2 separate regions of the Sus scrofa genome follow, and region 1 is linked to region 2. Evidence: chromatin contacts called from public promoter capture Hi-C data. All regions are on one chromosome and are shown on one strand. Each heading gives the region's core, a stretch centred on a gene start, on an enhancer-like site or on the middle of the called end of the contact. The rest is flanking DNA. Distances are from core to core; before and after follow the strand shown. Region 1 holds the start of DCBLD1 (discoidin, CUB and LCCL domain-containing protein 1). Region 2 overlaps DCBLD1 (discoidin, CUB and LCCL domain-containing protein 1).

Region 1 (3,391 bases), core at 453-2,952, 71 kb before region 2:
TCCTCACTGGTGAACAATGTTTCCATTGTCTTTCTTCATTCATCACCACAGAGCCACACCTGTTAGAGACCAGCAGCTGCCCATACCCACCTCCTTAAAAAGAATGAAAAGGAGAGGGAAAGCTGGAGTTAGGAAATGATTCAGTGACTTTTATGTTTTGTATGCAAGGATAATTAATATGTTCATGGTGTGAATTGCTTTCAATACAAATACGCTAAACCTTTTATTGAGGACCTCTTGTATGCCAGGACTTCAGGCAGTGGCTGATCCTAGATTCAGACTTGGATTGGCCTCATTTCTAAAGACCACGTTAAGTTCTGCCCCCTTGGAGAAAGCAAAATCCCAACGATAATCTCATTTGAAATTTCAGCATTGTTTGTATTTAGTTTGAAACACAGAGGGAAAAGGGAATGCATGTATGAACAGAGTCTATTGAGGGTTTCTAAAGAGCATGTGACGGGCCAATATTGGACCTGGGAGGGGCTGTTGTTTGCTCCCCGCCTCCAATACTTCCTCCCTCTCGGCATCTGCAGGTATAACTGTGGCGCTTGTTACCCAGGAAAACTGCAGGGCGCCGAGCTGTAGCGCGAAGGTTGTGGCACTGAGTGGAGGGCTAGCGATCTGGAGACGTCACAGTATTTAAAATATCTATTTTATCTGTCCTCAGTCATTTCCACGGCTACTTCCCCATTCAACTACTCGCTAAGAGCCTTGTAATTCCCTCTTTCCAACCTGCCTCCCTCCAAGCCCTTCTCCGCTCCCAAGACAATCAGTGTTACTCCTCCTGAGCCTTCCTTGGCTGTTCGTTAATCGGGGGATAAAGTTTAAACATCTTTACGCGGCCTTCCATGGCTCCCCCCCGCCCCCCACGTTCCGGCCAGTGCTCTATGCTCTGGCTTCTACCTCTGGCCATTCTTCCACCTGTTTGCCTTGCTCCGGCTACGAGGGCCTTTTCCCCTCTCAGCTCTTTTGCATACCGTGTCCGTTCGTTCTCTTGTCCCCCGCCCTCGCTGTTTTCCCAAGTCCCATTCACTCTCACATAAATGCCGCTTTTTAGATGAGGCTTCTTCTGACTTCTACCTGCAGTCTCGTCACCTGCCATCTAATTAGGTGTTACTGAATGTGCTCCACTAGCACTTTTCATCACCGATTGCAATTTGCATTGCATACTTGCCTGATTATTTTCAATGTCGGCAAGTGTCACAAAGTTTAGCACCGTGCCTGGGAGGCACACTTTTGGAACCTCGTAACTTTTGAATGAATAAATGGAGGAACTTGGACTAGATCTTGTCACCATCATCATCCTATGGTGACAGTATTTCGAGTTCCCCAGTGCTACTGTCAAGGGCATGCCAAAGCCCTGGAGGAGAGTAGCCTTTCTGGCGCGCTCACCACGCGCTCAAGCACTCGGGGGAAGACCCAGGCAGCTCCGGACAGGTCTGAAGGCCAGGAGTCCTCGTGGCTCCCAGGTTCACGTGCACTGGGGGAGAAGGGGCGGAGGAAAAGGGAGGAGTGAAGCAGCGAGCGCCGGGTACTTAGAGGGGAGCGCAGACGGCGCCCGGTACGCCTCCGCCCTGGCGGCCAGCCGCCGCCCGGGAGCGACTTCCTCCTCGGGGGCTGGCTAGCAGGGCGGAGCGGGAGACGCCCCTGACGGGCTGGGCCCCGGGCCGCCCCAATGAGATTCGGTGCCGGCCCGAGGCTGCGTCCAGTCCCGGCGCCGCGCTTGGCCGCGGAGGAGGCGGCCCGGCCCGGGCGGCGGCGGCGGCGCTGCGCGCGCCGAAGGAAAACGGAGCCTGCCAAGGTGGCGCCCGGCAGGGCCATGGTGGCCGGCGCCCGCGGCGGCTGCGCGACGGCGGGGGCTGCCCGGCGGGGCTTCCTGGCTCTGCTGCTCGCGGTCTCCGCGCCGCTCTGGTTGCAGGCGGAGAAGTTGGGTGAGTGGAGCGCGGCGGGCGGGCGGCGGGCTGGGCCTGTAGGGACCGCGCGCGGGAGGAAGTCGGAGTAGCCGCTTGCGCCCTGTGGAGTCCGGCTCTCTCTGGGCGGCAGCAGTTCGAGTATAAAATAAGTTACTGCGCTCCGACTGCTCCCCACCAAACTTACTCCTTAGCCCCCAAACAGGAGAGTCAACTTGGCCCTCCCCGCCCTCTCTCTTTGCAGCCCCTCTCATTTAATTTCCAGACTTCCTGACTCCGCCGCCCCCCGGAGAAGTGACTTGGCCTAGGGGGCGCGAGCTGACGACCCCGGCCGCCTTAGGCGAGAGTCCTGTACCGGAGTCCTAGCCTCCTTTTGACAGAGCTGCCTAGCACTTGGGGCGGCCGGGCCATCCCGGTCGCCTCTCGCCCCTGCGCGGCTGGAATCCTAGCGTGTGCGTTTGCGGCTTGCACTGAGTGGTCGGGAAATGATTTCCCGAGGTCTGCCGGGGAAGCCAGCAGCCCCACCGCGCCGCCTCCCACGAGTGAGCTGCTTGCGTCCCAACTCGGAACCCTGTGGCTCGGTTCCTTCTTGGGCGTTTGAGTGAATCAGCTCCCGACTAGGCTGATCTTTCTATGGACCTGGTCCTTGGTTTCAAGTTGGACCTAATTAGTCCACAGTCGAGTTTACTGAGGTAAATCCACCAGATGAAAGCAGTAAGCCGTTTTACCAGCCGTAGGCAGATCGTTTTAATTCTTTATTGATCGCAAGGGGTAGCTTTGTGCTGGGTTTTCAGTTCTTGTTTCCCTCCTCCCCTACTTTTGCCCCTCTACAATGGAGGTTACTGAATGGCAGTGCATTTATCCAGAATATTTCGATTGCCTCCCCTCCCCCGCCCCGTGCCTTCTAATGAGACAAAAATCAAAACTAAGCCAAATGCTGCCATTTTTTCCCCCTGAACCATGTATCCGTTTCCAGTCTGAAACATTGATACTCAAGATGTTGGTAGTGCTTCCTAAATTAGCCTCCATACCGATTTGTTAGGAAAAGAAAAAAAAAAAAAAAAGGCAGTTTAGACAAAATATTTTGGCACTGTAGCAGAATGCTAGACGTTTCGTAAAATATTGATAAATATGTATGCTTTTATTAAATATGTAGGATTTTGATATGGATCTTTTAAGCACTTAAAAAATGTTTCTCAAGTCACTGTTTGAAGATGCACTTTCAATATTGTACATCTATGAATAGAGCCACCTATATATATGTCCCTGTACTAATCTGGCGGAAACTGTCCTCCATTTTTTCCCCAGTGAAGTTTCAGATGCATCCAGGCTGTTAACTGAGTGCTTTATAGAGTAGTTCTCTGGGAAGAAGTGTGATTGCTTAGATTCTTAGAGCTTCAAATTTGAGACTTGACTGCACATGATTGTTGGAAAAAGATGTTGTCATGTTTCCATGAAGCATCCTATATATTTAGGATGTT
Region 2 (3,464 bases), core at 777-3,276:
TTTAAATTAGACTCAAGGGACATAAAACTACTTGCTAAAATTGCTCTTCCTGAACACTTTCCATTTGTGCACTTACCTTTTTGCAGACCTGTCACAACCAGTTCTAATATGTAGGCATCCATATACCACACTCTGAGTAGCACTGCTGGCTCTCACTTCCTGCTACTCCAAGTACATTCTGAGGACCAGCAGTTGCACCCAGGAGCTTTCTAGAAACATGGGCTCTCAGGCCATGCCCCAGGCCTGCTGAACCAGAAGTTCCCAGGTGATGTGTATATGTATTAAGGTTGGAAAAGTACCAGTGGAAAGGTTACTTGACCTGCTTCAGGGGCCAAAGGAGCAACTCTACCACCAAAATCCATCTTATTCCCCCCCTGGACAATTCTCACTCTGCCTTGGGAGTGAGGCAAGGACACAGAAGAACCCCTTGTCCTCCTTTCATTCTCCTTCTTCTTCTAGTAGAGCCTCTCCTCCCTCCTCACCATGTGGTCCTTCTCAGGCACCTTAAACGTGCAAGGACCCACGTCCCACTCTTGCCCCCACTCTTCTGCAGTCTCACCCACTCCACTCCAGAGCTCCAGAGTGCTTCCTTTCCTTCTTGTCTGCTCACACCCAGACTTCCCTCTTGGTCTCCAGTAAGTCAGTAATTCTTGCCTGCTGGACATCATCTCCTGCAAGTGTCATCAGTTCCTCAGAGGACCCAAACTTGAACCCATTGTTCCTAACCCTCACCTCACATGCTCTGTGCATTCCTTCTCTAATTGCCTTTTGATTGTGGATCCTGTTTTTTCAGAGCTTTACATCTGGGAAGCATCCTCTTTCCTCCCACCCTGCCTACATCATTGGTGACAAATTCCTCTGATACCTGTCCCCTTTCCAAATAGCCTTTCTGAAGCTGCTGCCAGCCACCTGATTTGTGGCTTCTATATTTCATTTCTCTGCCTTTTACTTTTTGTTTTTTTGATCTTTCCTTCTTCAGTCTCCTTCTGGAGTTACATCTCTTTGCCAGTCTCTTATTTAGGGTCCTCAGTAGATTTCTACAGAATTAAATCAACTTCCTAGCAAGGCTTCTAGTGCCCTTTGTGATCTAGCATATGGGTAACAGCTCACACTTGGGACCTATGTTCGAATTCTAGCACTACTGGCTGCTACCCCTGTGATCTTGGAAAAATTACTTAATTTTGGAGTTCCCGCATGGCAGTGGGTTAAGTACCCAACTACAGTGACTTGCTGTGGAGGTGCAGTCCCTGGCCCAGGAACTTCCACATGCCATGGGTGCAGCCAAAAAGGTGGGGGGGGGGAATTAGTTAATCTCTCTCTGCTTCAGTTTTCCATTTGTAAAATGGAATAATAGTCCTCAACTCATAGTACTTCTTTTTTCAGAGGATTTAATGAATTGTTCTCTTAGTATCATAGAATAGTGCCTGGCACCAAGAAAGGACTCCCATAAATGGGAGCTTCACCATTATCATTAGTCCCAACCTATTACTTCACTCTTTATATTGTATTAAATTACTCCATGTCCCTCATACTCTGGCCACATCACACTGTCTGTGGTTAGTTAATAAGTTGTTCAATCACTATTCCCATTCTTCACGGTATTATCTCCACCTCCAAAATCTGGCCTCTCAAGAGCCAGTTTAAGAGCTGCGTGGAGTATTTTCCCTCATGGTCCTCTCTATGGTTAACCGTAATCTCCGCCTTTCTAGGTCCCTGCTACCCTTTTCGGCTTCCTAAAGCAAGCGTGTGGTTGTGTAGCCCATAAGTGTGGCGTCGGTGCCTTTTGCCCGGGCCTTCTCTTCACCCCTGGTACACGGCGGGCGCTCAGCAGAGCGGGTGCAGCGCAGCGCCCCTCTACGCACAGTGGGGGTGCCGGTGCGGGTGGGGTGCACAAACCTCTGCCCTTTGGGTTTCAGATTACCAGCAGCCTCTCATGATTGGCACCGGGACGGTCACCAGGAAAGGCTCCACCTTCCGGCCGATGGACACCGAGGCGGAGGCGGCAGGGCCGGGTGCCGAGTCCCGCAGCCACTACGACTGCCCCCTCCCGGCCAGCCGCCACCAGTACGCCCTGCCCTTGACCCACCCGGAGCCCGAGTACGCCACGCCCATCGTGGAGCGGCACCTGGCCCGCGCGCACACCTTCTCCGCGCGGTGCGGCCCCCGCGGCCCGGGCCCCGGGCCCGCGCACAAGCATTCCCTCTCCTCCGGTGCCTTCTCCTCGGACGCCGGCTACCAGCAGCCGCAGAGCCCCACGGGCCCGGGCTACGACAGGCCCACGGGCGGCGGCTTGGCCGTGGGGCGCGCCCCTCCCGACTATCAGAAGCCCCAGATCGGACCCGCGACCTCTGCTGCCTACTTGGCCCCCAGAGACTGCCTCAGACCCCTCAACCCGACGGCCATGACCGCTCTTCTGTGAACACAATGTGAAAGCAAGCTGCTGTGGTACTGAGCGTCGGCCCTGGAGGGAGGTGTGTGTGCGCGTGTGTGTTTTAATAGGATCCTGCTGTGGAGTCCTAGAGACTTCCTCTCACACTGTTTACAGAATTGTGCAGCTGGTTTTGTTCTGATCCTTAGAGCAAGCGTCTGTGGGTTTTTTGTTAGGCTAAAAAACTGAAAAATCTCATATGGCATTTTCACTTCTCTGACTGTGATAACTGAGCTGCTTCGGTGTAAAATGTGCAATCTGTACAGAGTTGTATTTAACAAAAAGTAACTTAAGTTTGCTTTAGCAGGTTTTAGTTCTGCACAGAGGTTAAGTGGAAGAACACAGCTGTTGCAAAAACGTTTATGAAGCTGTTGCAAAAACGTTTATGATAGTATGTCTACTTTTAAAATATATTTTTCTGATACTGTGTTAGCAGCAGGTCTGTTTAAAGTTAACCGTGTTGTTATTATGGTTCATTTCCTTTCCTTTGATACGGAGAACTAAAAGCATTGTTAACATTCTTCTCCTGGAAGGAATGAAATTACTTGAAGCATGAAAAGCACATCAGGGTGGTTGTTAGCAATTATGATTGTAGATTAAAAAGAACCAACAAACAAAACCCAACCATTTCAGCAGCTGCCTGTTCCTTAAACTCCACTTCAGGTGAGATGCAGTGGCTGGTCAGGACATGCAAGGAGCAGGTCCCCATGGCCTGCGGGGGACCTCACTGTCCTTGGCCTGGGGGACCTGGCTCTCTGAGCAGCTGCCTCCATCACACTGTGCTTCTTGCTCACCTCTGGCCTGGCAGATACTGTACAGCTTTCACATGCAAATCTGCCTTTTCAAACTGTCTTGCAAAGACAAATGCCGAGACTTCCAGCAACCAAACTGCTCTCTCAACTGAATGAAGCAACCAAAACTGCTCTCTCAACTGAATGAAGGTGGCACAGCAATTTCACTCTGAATTACTGTGTCAGATGCTTTTTTGTACCTCAGATTAAAAATATTGCTGAAATCAGACGCCCACACGTTTCAT

The links. Promoter capture Hi-C pulls out the DNA fragments that hold promoters and counts their contacts.
Region 1: a contact with region 2 is called in a promoter capture Hi-C map of liver, with 2.3 times the contacts expected there. The contact joins the promoter of DCBLD1 here to the enhancer-like site in region 2. A contact is called at or near these places in 3 of 5 promoter capture datasets (fetal skeletal muscle and liver), 8 of 47 Hi-C or Micro-C datasets (embryonic fibroblasts, liver, omental adipose tissue and 3 more) and 1 of 2 datasets of contacts at active chromatin or transcription factors (skeletal muscle).

What each region holds. Positions count from the first base shown.
Region 1 is chr1:44,372,023-44,375,413 of Sscrofa11.1, reverse strand. DCBLD1 (discoidin, CUB and LCCL domain-containing protein 1) reads left to right here and starts at 1,702. Exons shown (of 15, transcript XM_005654388.3): 1 at 1,702-1,931. The coding sequence starts at 1,820.
Region 2 is chr1:44,301,618-44,305,081 of Sscrofa11.1, reverse strand. DCBLD1 (discoidin, CUB and LCCL domain-containing protein 1) reads left to right here. Exons shown (of 15, transcript XM_005654388.3): 15 at 1,917-3,464. The coding sequence ends at 2,419. Among named protein-coding and RNA genes, the nearest start is that of GOPC, 64 kb to the right of the region's middle. Within about 2 kb of position 2,026, at least 42 of the 83 cell types and tissues checked have an H3K27ac peak or open chromatin away from gene starts, as enhancers often do. A contact at or near this core is called in fetal skeletal muscle, liver, omental adipose tissue and 2 more, where this site is marked.